Linked DNA regions of Danio rerio: region 2 is linked to region 1. A link is a contact called in public HiCAR-type data. All regions are on one chromosome and are shown on one strand. The core of a region is the stretch at or near the end of the contact, and the rest is flanking DNA. Distances in the headings are between cores, read along the strand shown.

Region 1 (5,949 bases), core at 317-2,816:
TGACATACATAAAGGAAACATGATTGGATCAACATTTATAGATCAATCTGAGAGATAAAAAAGTGAAATGACTTGCAGGGGCACTGCATGAAGATATAATGACCACATGGCAGATGTTTCATCAATTTGACTGTAATTATATGCTTTGTTTTGCTAGTCTTCTGATTCATATTTACAAAGTGTAAAGTTTATTAGTGATCTGAGAACATTTTACATCAGTGTAAATATGTTAAATGATTAGTTCTGATAATAATGGATTAATAAAATAATAAAATAATAATAAAATATCCTGAATATGCATAATATAACTTTATTATTAATATGGATTATATATGCACATTTAGACATTCCTAAGTACTACTGCTCCACTGAATGAATAGAATTGCCAGCTGTTATACTAGTCTTTAGTACACAGGTGGCGCTCATGCTTTTATTTCCGCCATTCGCTCAAATAAGAAATAAAACTTTTTTTTATGAGAGGTTTTCATCATACAAAAGGCATAAATAAATAACACAGAAATCTTAACGGGTAGCCCTAAAGTGATGGCTTCATAATTTCTGAGTAAGCTACCCTAAAAGCAACATATAAGAGCAAACAATTGCTAAATGACGTCATATTTGCTTTTGTTAGCTGTGTTGAACACAGAAACTGACGTGGTTTAAAGGTTGAGTGTCTAAAAAGAGTGTGTTCTCATTTTCCAAAGACGTTTCATTAATGCGCTATACATTAAAGATGCCTTCACCTGTCCTCGAGGTAACGCTGTTTCGTACAATGATAACATAATTAATGACATTCTTTATCAGTTATTACATTTACATATCAGAAACAGCTTCACTTTGTGTTTGTCTACATAATTCACATTAAACATTAGAGGACAATTTGTGTATAGGCGAAACCAACCTAAAAGTGTCAAGGAGGAAGGAAGGTAAAAAAAAACGTCGACAGACAATAATTCGCACACAGGGTGTCAGATATGGATCGCAAAGTGGATTCCATTTATGCTTGGACAGTCTTTGGATAATTCTTATTAAGTAAAGTGCTTAATGGTGCCTAATCAGCGAATACTTACTGTCTAACTGAGCCAAAAGGACCGACCTTCTCCAGACCCGAGCACATGCGCAGTGTTCTCCCACAGAGTGCGCGTTCTTCGACCTTACATGCATATTGTCGGTCAACTGAGAGCGAAACAGCACCCATGTTTGACATGTAATGTGGACTGACGTTAACTTTTATTAATTTTGTAATGTTCTTGTATATTTTTAAAGCAAGCCGTTGTTTTAAACGATTGTTGAAGATATGATAAAGAAGAAATCAAAAGTCTAAATATAACTCATTGTTTTTTAATCTTAGTATTATTTTTTTTAAATTCTCAATAGCCTGTTGCTTTTTTTATTATCTCCTCGTGGGGTGTGTCCACCACAGCAGCACTCGGCGCTTGTTGGAGTCTGTCCGGATGTGTATATGATGTCTGATCACTTGTTCCTCGCCAGTGCGCAGCTGGCGCGCAATGGATTTATTGTGGAATTTGTTCTATGTCGTATTTAACCAGTTTCTCTGCTCTCTGAATGGATCTGAATAAAGCGACGATGATATTCGCAACTTTTTGGATAATGTTTCCTGTGCTTGGTAAGTTGAAATCCATGTGCTCCAACGTTTGTTTGCGGCTTACAGCTGTACGAAACGCACTTGTAATTAAGATGCATACGAGTTGCAATGTTATTATTACAATGCCTGAAACGAAAACTAAATTTTTAGCCGGAACTAGAATAAAACATTTGAGTGTCTTTGTCTTTTATCATATAAGTTGTCTCTAATTGTTTGAATTGGGTCTTCTAACTTAGAAGGTAAGTGTTATCATCTTCATTAAACAATTAGAGCATTGTGATGATACTCTGCCAACCAGTTTTCCTATTCTATGGTATTCACGTCTAACTTTGTCTTTTCCCCGCACAGATTTAGTGCACTTCTCAAAGGCAGATGCGATCGCACAGTCTCGCTCGGTTCGGCTGGACTGCGTTAGGGCTCATGAACAGTGTTTGGGAAAGTACGGATGCAGCACCAAGTACCGCACTATGAGACAGTGTGTTGCCGGGAGAACCGGTAACTTCAGCATGCTGGCTGAACCAGAGGCGCAGGACGAGTGCAGGAACGCCATAGAGTCGATGAAACAGAGTCCTCTGTATGACTGCAAGTGCAGGAGAGGAATGAAGAAAGAAAAGAACTGCCTGCGCATCTTCTGGAGTATATATCAAAGTTTACAGGGTAAGCAGAATCCATTCCGATCTCTTTAAGTCATGAGAATGCTGGACAAGAGGACATTTATAACAAAGTGTATAAACTTCAAAAGTTGTAGTTTTTTTTTAATTGTTTCCTTTCCTTTTTTTTTTTCTTTTTTTTTTTTTTACTATTTTACTTTTTTTGCTTGCAGCTAATGACTTATTGGAAGACTCGCCATATGAGCCCGTAAACAGCCGTCTGTCTGATATTTTTCGTCTGGCTCCCATCATATCAGGTAAGTCTGATGTTAATATGTCTGTTTCACGGTCACTTAACGCCGAGTACAAATCATTTACCAGCTTTTTGTATGGTTAATCTATGCATGTCTATATGCACACTGAAAAAATAAAGGCATAGAAAAATCATTTTGTGCAACCCAAAGAACATTTTAGACAACAAACTTTTAATAATACAAATAATAATAATTAAAACTTTTCTCTTCTAAAGAATATAGTAATAGTCTAAAAACAATTTTTACACCATAATGTATGCAGAAATGCTTTAGAATGTTATATGTATGAATGTGATATGTAATATGTATAAAGATCCTTTCTTTTTAAGAGTGCTTGGAATATAAAGGATCTACACTGAATCATCAATAATAAAAAAACAACCATTATTTTATGTAATTTTCAATAAAAAACATGCTCACTTGGCTGTGGATGAAAGCCTCCACAAAATGAATGAATCTAAATGGTGTCTAGTGAATGGCCCGTCTGCATCGGTCATTTATGAAAATGTGCTTTGTAATGGATGTTAGAGATTTGAGTGAACAGGTTTCAGTGATGTCCTTGGAAAAGAGTCAATGTCTAATGCATTCCAATGGTGTTGTTTTATGGAGGTTTAGTTTGGTCCTATAGATGGCGCTGTTCCTCCCTTGTTGAACCTCAGTGAGATCTGACTGCATCTTTCAATCTGAGCTTTGCTTGACTATTGAAGTTCTGCGGTAAATCTCCATGGTGACAGACAGTAGCTCTGTTCCAAAACCTAGTAAGATGCCTCGCCGCCAACTGCCTACATGGGCAGCATTATAACTATCGTGGAAACTCATTTTGAAGACTGCATCTCAGAGTGGGACACAAATAGTACTCCACACCCAATAGAGACTAGACAAGCAATGGATTTCAAAAGAGTTTGGTATTATGTTGCCATGCGAAAAGTAAAATACAGTGTTCTATTAGCTATTAACTATAATTATATGAACAAGGAAGATAAGCATTTTCTAATTATATAGATAAGCATTAAAATACACAGCACTGAACTAACTGATGAAAAAGTAAAAAGAATAGATTTTATTTTATTCAATGAAAAATTAATTTCACACAAATTTCACTTAGAAATGCTTGTAAATATTTCAAAGTATTTACTTAAAATTTGTATAATTGAATTGAACCTAAATTGTAAATAGAAAGACATATATTTGATATTTACAGTTGAAGTTAGTGGAATTAGTCACCCCCTGTTTATTTTCCCCCCCACTTTCTGTTTAACCGAGAGATTTTTTTCAACACTTTTCTATAGTTTTAATAACTCTTTTCTAATAACTAATTTATTTTATCTTTGCCATGATGACAGTAAATAATATTTGATTAATTATTTTCCATGAACACCTCTATACAGCATAAAGTGACATTTAACGACTTAACCAGGTTGATTAGGTTAACTAGGCAGGTTAGGGTAATTAGGCAAGTTATTATATAACGATGGTTTGTTCTGTAGACTATCAATAAAAATTGTTGGGGGCTAGGAATTTTGACTTTAAAATGGTTTTTAAAAAAATAAAAACTGCTTTTATTCTAGCCGAAATAAAACACATAACACTTTCTCCATAAGAAAAAATATTATTAGACATACTGTGAAAATTTCCTTGCTCTGTTAAACATAATTTGGGGAATATTTAAAAAAGAAAAAACAAAAATCAAAGGGGGGCTAATAATTCTGACTTCAACTGAATATGTAAAGCACACCACTAACCTATTGCCAATTTCACAGCTAATAAAAATAGTAACAGCAAATCACATTTTTAAAAATAGAAAGACACAAAACGTATTTTTATTAATTGTTTTATTAACAAAAAATTTAGATTTTTACCAATGTAGATTTGCCTTAACCTCAACTGGAACATGAATAAATGTATTTTTTAAAACAATATATTAGTAAATATTATTTGATGGAACAGTGCTAACATGAACCAATGATCAACATTTTTATTATAAAACATTAAATTAATAAATGCTGTAACAAATTACTTCTTACATTTTTAGTTAATGCATTAACTAACAGTTCTCATTGTAAAGTGTTATCAGTACAACCCACTAAGATATAATAAGCAATAAGTGTCTGTGGTTTTTGTTTTCTTTAGGCTTGGATTAAAAATGAATAAAATGCAAGTCCATAAAGACATGGGATGTAAAGACATCCTCCACATTCTCGCTCATTTCAATTCAAATAATTAAAAGTGAAAAACACAGCTTCAAAGATTGCAGCTTTGTTCTTTCCTTAACATCAATTAATACAGTTAAAGAGAATATATTTAAAAAAGCTTAAATATACCCGTTTAATCAGCTGTCAGTTCTTTAATCCTCAGTCTGGTACAATTAGAGAATTATTATGAATGAACATCACAGGCTTGTCTTTGTTTTACTGTGTATCTGCATGTGTGACAATGTGTATGTGTAACAGCAGACTACAGGTGTTGTATATTTAAATTATTTTCATATTTGGATAACAAACGCAAATTAATTTTAATCTCACAATAAGCTTCTTTGCTTATTCCATTCATGTCTAGAGTAATTCCATGGGGAAAAAATATTGGAAAAGGTGCACCAGTTCTGGCATGTCCCCGCAACCCTGAGTAATAACTCACAGCTGGGCTGTACAGGAGCGAGCAGGATGTTTATGGCCGCTGCCAGTGAAGGTCCAATAAAAACTGATTTGGTTGAGAGACTCAGAGCTGCTGTGCCAGATCTTTACATTGCTTAGATGGAAAAACATCCACAATCATAATGTGGTACAGTGTCAGGGTTGCACATAATCTATAAAAAATGCTCTGTATCAAATACAATGGAGATCAAAACTAGGAATTTATAAACACTTGGTTTTTGAAAAAGAAATATCAATCTTCCTCTTTCATATAAGAGTATTTAATAGCTAATAGAACAGTGTTTTACAAAAATGCTATTAGATAGCAGCTATGATTGTTGCACAAAGAAATATTACAACTAAAATTTCTAAAGGTTGCAGAAGTCAGAAATGTGTAGAAAGTGTCCAGGCTCTTGCTCCGTGTGAATGACATTTGCAGTAGTACATTTGACATCAGAATTGTACATTTGTAGCCACAATTTTCATTAGATTTTCAATCAAGATTTTCAATCAGGTTTAGGTCAGGTCTTTGGGCTGGCATTTCATTATTTCAAAGTTTTAGGTTTAAAACTGTTTTTTTCCATTTCACATAATTTTACAGTTCTCTGACCTCACAATAGCAGGTTAGATCACTTTGAGAGAATTGGTCACTACACCCCAAATTCTCTAAATCAAGTGCCAGATAAATACCAATAACTGAGAGGAATCTGGTCTGTAGTTTAGACCAGTGTTTAAATATCTAATTTAAATCTTTAGACAAGCTGTATGAAATGTTTTTACGAGCCATGCTTAAAATAATGCTCTTTTGC
Region 2 (5,972 bases), core at 1,518-4,017, 190 kb after region 1:
TACAAATCTAAACAACTTTGTTTCTCTTTCTTTAGTTGAAGACCTACTGCTGAGATAACAGAATGACTTAGGTCTATTTGAATCAATAAATAATACAACGGCAATTTCTTTAAATAAAGCATTACCAATAACAGTCCTAAAAAGAAAATATAATATATAATTTATATAACAAATTTAAATATTTGTTTTCAGAACAAGTAGCACCATGTTGTGCCCCCCGGACATCCCTGAACAGCAGTTTGAAAACCCCTGGCAAAACAAAACCGTGCTCTTTAAAGGTCAAGTTTGCAAGTGATTGTTTGACTGTAAAAGTTTTTACCAGGACACTGGATGAAGGCCCACTCAAAGCCTCTCTCTTTTGGACAGAGCCCCGTCTCCAGCACCATGTCTTGACTGTGTCTGGAGGGGCTCTTCATGGGTCCGCGATACGAACCCTCCATGCACTGCCCTCGGCCGGTGTTACTGGGGTCTCCACACCATCCACAGTCAGGCTGTTCCAGACACAGGCCGCATGTACGCAAACCAGAGCAATTCTGAGCTGCAAAGACATACAGTAAACACAGATGAGGAAAAAGGTAGTGATGAAATAATCTTGGTTGAAAGTATCTCTGAATGACAAGCATTTAAGTTGATTTAACTCTCTTTTTTGATAAAAATAAATAAATAAATAAAAAACAGAATTAGAATTTATTATCTGTATACATCCAGAAAAATACAACGTAATGGTTTCACTTCAGCTTTGTGAAATGATGTTACATATACATACTTGTACATATCAAAAATAACAAAGAGTGTGGATTAAAAGCCACTTCAATCTCTGCCGGTAGGTGGTGATTATAGAACAGCAGGAATTACAGCATGTGTTTAGTTTTAATGATGTAAACATAGTAGCTGTGCTGGTATTAAATATGCATTACTTATAATCTAAAAATAAAATATCATCAGAACTTTTCTGAAGATTATGGGTATTTCGGATTTTCTTCAAAGAATTTTACGCATTAGGAAAAGTGAGCTTTTGCCAGTAAGTTATTTTACTCTATTATACAAAAATCACTTTAAAGGAGATTTCAACACAATTGTTTGGCAACCGTTGGAGTATAACCAGCTTCTAATGGTAAGGGAAAAAAAGTATTCACTTTATTTTTGCAGAAAATGCTATGTCAGCAGAAACACTTTGATTGACATTCCCTCTTTCTACATGTCATCAGAGGGGAAAAGCCCTGCATATTTAGTGACAATCTCTCGCTCATTAGCATAGGACATTGCATAGAAAGTCTTGTTTTTGAACATGCCACTATGCTGACATGCAAGCATTTGTAGCTCCGCCCTCTTTTAAAAAGGAGTACAATCTAATTTGAATTTAAAGTGGCAGTCACCAAAACGGCACAATTTGGATCAAAGCCTAAAAGGGGCACATTCAAAGAGTTATAAAACATTTTTTTGCAGTGTTGGGCAGCAGCGTCACCACTAGCTTAACTACATTTCTCAGAAGCGTAGTGGTACCATCGCTACTTTCTAAAAATCAAATAGTTTTTCAGTAGTGAAGCTATTTTTTCAGTCATGTAGCGCAGATGTGTCCACACAAGCTACATTTACTGATCGCAAATCAAAAAGTGATGGCACCGACACTCACAGAGCTGTGAATTTCATATGATGGCGAGAATGACTATTTCTTCTTCTACCTGTGTTACGGTGGTCAACAACAAACGTTTTGGTGTGTTACTACCACCTCTCACTCTGGTCGGAGACGCCAACCACCAATTAGGCTAACACAATAAATTTGCTTAATGGAAAGATGACTGAGGGAGAGCAGTTATATATATAGTTTACTGTAGTAAAGACCAAAGTATATTATAGTCATTACAATTGGCTCAAGGAAGTTACTAATGATACTACATTATGTAGTGTAATTCATTAATGAAGAGTTGCAAATATATATTCAATATAATGCTTATTCCTAAATATTTCCCTTTACTATAAATTACTATAGTATTTTAAATGTGTAACACCTGGTTTTATTGGATTTTTTGTTTTTGCTGTTATATATTATAAATTGTTTCTGTTTGATACAGCATGTTATTTGCAGTAAATAGTTGAACTGAACGACTATGCCTCGAATCTTTCATTGACCGTTTTATTGATCACTAACATAAGATTGACTTGAATTTATGTTGCTTCGATTTAAAAATGAAAATCGCAAAACTAGCTTAGATTTTTGTCAAGTAGCTTTTAGCTTAGCTTGCTACATTTCTCAGAGGGTAGCTTTTAGTGTAGTTGAGCAATATTGTAAATAGTTTACTTAGCTCACTACATTTTCAAGTAGCAAGCCCAACACTGATTAATTGTGGGGTATTTTGAGTTGAAACTCTACATACACATCAGAGATTTACTTTGCATCCTAGATTCAGTTTAAGATACAGTCATAATCCATCCACATGCAAGATAAAACCCAACAGATGCACAAGTGTAGCATATGAAGATGAATTTTGTCCATAATATAAATTTCAAACAAGGCAAGATATTGAGATTGGAGGAAACAACAACAAACAACAAAAATAGCCACACGTTTGGAGCAAAGAAATACACAAATGAGAAACAACAAAGAAATGCTTAAAATGATCATTTTAAGCTCTCACAGGGCATATCACTTCACTGACTGAGTAATACGCTCTCAAATACCAGCAGAAAGTTCACTCTCCCTAAAGAGCACATCAGAGCCATATGCGTCAACCTCTTTCGGTTTGATCCACCTCCCCGGCAGCCAAATCACATCTCTTAGGATCTCAGACCAGACAACAGCAAGCATTACACATAAAGTGTGTTCAGGGTCAACACCATGGCAGCAATAACAGTGAAAAAGCACAAAGTTAGTCATTATGCTGGCAGGAGTTCATAGATCCTCAACTGCAGGAGCTGACAGATCCTCAACTGCAGCGTATGATTTCATTCAGCTTGCAATAAAAACCATTTGTTTAGGGGTGAGGAGATGTCTAGAAGGGTTCCACGTTGAGAACAGATGAGACAACTACTCTGGGACAAAAAAAAATTAATCCTGCTGATTTAAACAGTGATCGCTGTCTGTTCACAAACCTAAATTGACTGGCAGATTACAATTGAAAAGAGATGCCATTCAGAAGTTTGTGTATTGCAACAAGTGACTAGTACATCTGGGCTATTGTCAAGAAACGGCTAACTTGACCCTGAGTGCAACTGGTGTCATTCCGGTTTAGCTACTCTGATTCATATGTTCTGGTCCTGTTTTTCCCTGCTTTCCTTTTGGAGACAACATTTCCTCTCATTGTCTGCTATTACCACTGTTGATATTCCATCTTGTCCAATTATTGTTTTTTGGGGGGTTCTCCCGCCCGGCCATACTTTACCCTCACATTTTGCAGACTTTGTAGCCTTCTTAACCCTTCTGGCCAAGCGGTTATCTCTTCTGAACTAAAGAGCCCTTACCCTCCCTCTCAAACTTGTTGGATAAAAAATCTTTTCTATTTTATGAAATTAAAGAAAATTAGGTACTCTCTTCACCGAACTGGCACTATTTTCATTAAAATGTGGGAACTAATTCGCAAACATGTACAGAATCTTCAACTTGACCCTGTTCTTTCTGACTAAGTCCCCACCCCCTACTCCCAGCTTGGTACTGAATACTAGTTCTTGTCAGCACATTGTAGACCTGTAGACCATACATTTTTTTATATTAATAATTAAAAATAATTCTTTACATTTATATTGCGCTTTTCTGGACACTCAAAGCGCTTTACACATTTTTGGGGGGAATCTCCTCATCCATCACCAGTTTGCAGCATTCAACTGGGTGATGCAACGGCAGCCATATTGTGCCAGACTGCACACCTCACACCAGCTAATTGGTGGAGAGGAGACAGACTGATGAAGCCAATTATGATATGGGGAGGGTTAGGAGGCCAGAGGTCAAATTTGGCCAGGATGCGGGGTTAAACCCCTATTTGGAATTTTAATGACAAGGACCTCGGTTTAACGTCTCATCCGAAAGACGGCACTCACAGAGCAGTATAGAGTCCCCATCAATATACTGGGGCATTAGTACCCACACAGACCGCAGGTTGAACACCTTGCTGGCTTCACTAACCCCACTTCAAGCAACCTAGCTTTCCCATGTAGTCTCCTATCCAGGTACTGACCAGGCACAGCCCTGCTTAACTTCAGTGGGTGACCATGTGAGAGTTGCAGAGAGCTAGCTGCCAGCACTTTCTGTATGTAAGATTGTACTAGTGTTTTTATTCTTTTCTTTTTTTTGTTTTTACTTGTTTTGTTTTTTGCCCAAAATATTCTTCAGTGTATTTGCTTATTGTTACATGTTAATTTTTAATTAACATAAACATAATAACATATTATGTTAACATAATAATTTGTTTTATTATTCTTATTATTATTACTATTATTATAATTAAATAAATTTTAAAAAGGGATGGCACGGTGGCTCGGTGGTTAGCACTGTCACCCCACAGCAAAAAGATCGCTGGTTTGAGTCCCAGCTGGACCAACTGCCGTTTCTGTGTGGAGTTTGCAGGTTCTCCCAGTGTTTGCATCGGTTTCCGATAATATCACTTTTATGGCAAAGAATAAGTCCTTTTCCTGGTCTTTAAAGTGAAAAATTTCAACATAAACAAAGGAGGCTGAGAATTCAATTTATTTTCAAAAAAAATTCAGATGGCACTTAAAGGTTTTTGTATCTGAACTCTTCATTCATTCATTTTACAAAAAAATAAATAGTTTAAAAACTTTAAAAACATTGCTATGACTTCTTTTTTAGACTTGTTAAACTTTGCTTTGATGGTTCAATTGTCCTCCATTGACAATTACTTTAGATAAAAGTATACCATATTGTAGATGTAATGTAAAATGTAAATGATCAATTGGTGAATTTGTTACCAATTAAAAAAGATTGTCTTTACAAATCTTCATATCCACATATCTTGCTTCGCCCTTTAAAACATTCTACTTTTTAGTGAAATCACAAAAAATATTACTATTTATTTTGCATTTCAAGTACATGTATCTTGTGTGCGTTTTTAGATATTTATAATGGAAAAAATACTAAGGAAGATCTACATGTTTAGAAGCGAGTGCAATATTTAATGTCATGACTATGATTTTTCAGCTCAGATTTAAGATCCTTTTAAAGGTCGTAAATTGTAACAGGCTTATTAAAAGTGTTTAAAAATGCTGTAATTGCATAAAACTCCCACCCTGCTTTTTCTTAATGAATATATATATATATTTTTTACAAAGAAATATGCAGATTTACTAAAAATGATTTCACTGCACCTTAAACACTTATTTATAATACATCAACCAGCTACATTGGCCAGCAATTATAGAGAAAGACAGAGAAAACGAGAGATGAGAAACAAGTCAAACAGTTGATCTCCGGCAGTGTGACAAGGACACGGCACAAACCCACAGTAAACAAACGACCTTCAGCCCACCCGAGCAGTGGCACCAGACGCCAGATTTAAGAGGAAATATATCAGACGGTTACAATATGGGGCTCGACACACACAAGCTCCCCACATCCCGGTGCAAATCACTGCTGTGCAAAAACACACACCTTCACAAGTGTGAGTCAAACTCATCCAGGCATGCTCCGACAGAGACAAAGCACCCTGAAGAGAAAAGGAAGAAAAACAGAGCGGGAAAAAAAAAAACATAAAGCAGAAATAGATCTTTAAAATGGCACAGACACAGGCCCGGGCTTACGCTGGAGCCGTTGAAACGTTAAGTAACCATCACCTGGACCGAGAGATACATTTTGGTGACAAAAAGGTTTCCTAGCTAGACAGATTTGCAGAATCGTACCACCTCCTTCTGGCAGAGAGCTTTTAATTCATTTTCCATCAGACTGAGCATAATGGAAGTTCTATCAGTACGTCTCGAGCTGTCATAAAAACAGAACACATGGCGGAAAGAGTCCGTGTGCCACC

What was found. HiCAR-type assays count read pairs that join an accessible place to other places.
Region 2: a HiCAR-type map of caudal fin shows a contact between it and region 1, with 6 times the contacts expected there. The contact joins the enhancer-like site here to the promoter of gfra1b in region 1. A contact is called at or near these places in 4 of 18 Hi-C or Micro-C datasets (caudal fin, embryo, hematopoietic stem cells and 1 more) and 2 of 4 datasets of contacts at active chromatin or transcription factors (caudal fin and embryo).

Annotation. Positions count from the first base shown.
Region 1 is chr12:31,586,515-31,592,463 of GRCz12tu, forward strand. It overlaps gfra1b (gdnf family receptor alpha 1b), which reads left to right and starts at 1,567. Exons shown (of 9, transcript NM_131731.1): 1 at 1,567-1,627; 2 at 1,955-2,263; 3 at 2,430-2,513. The coding sequence starts at 1,567. It overlaps LOC141376820 (a long non-coding RNA gene), which reads right to left and starts at 1,205. Exons shown (of 3, transcript XR_012388049.1): 1 at 1,071-1,205.
Region 2 is chr12:31,777,529-31,783,500 of GRCz12tu, forward strand. It overlaps atrnl1b (attractin-like 1b), which reads right to left. Exons shown (of 29, transcript XM_692563.11): 18 at 320-538. Among named protein-coding and RNA genes, the nearest start is that of atrnl1b, 62 kb to the right of the region's middle. Within about 2 kb of position 2,768, at least 4 of the 62 cell types and tissues checked have an H3K27ac peak or open chromatin away from gene starts, as enhancers often do.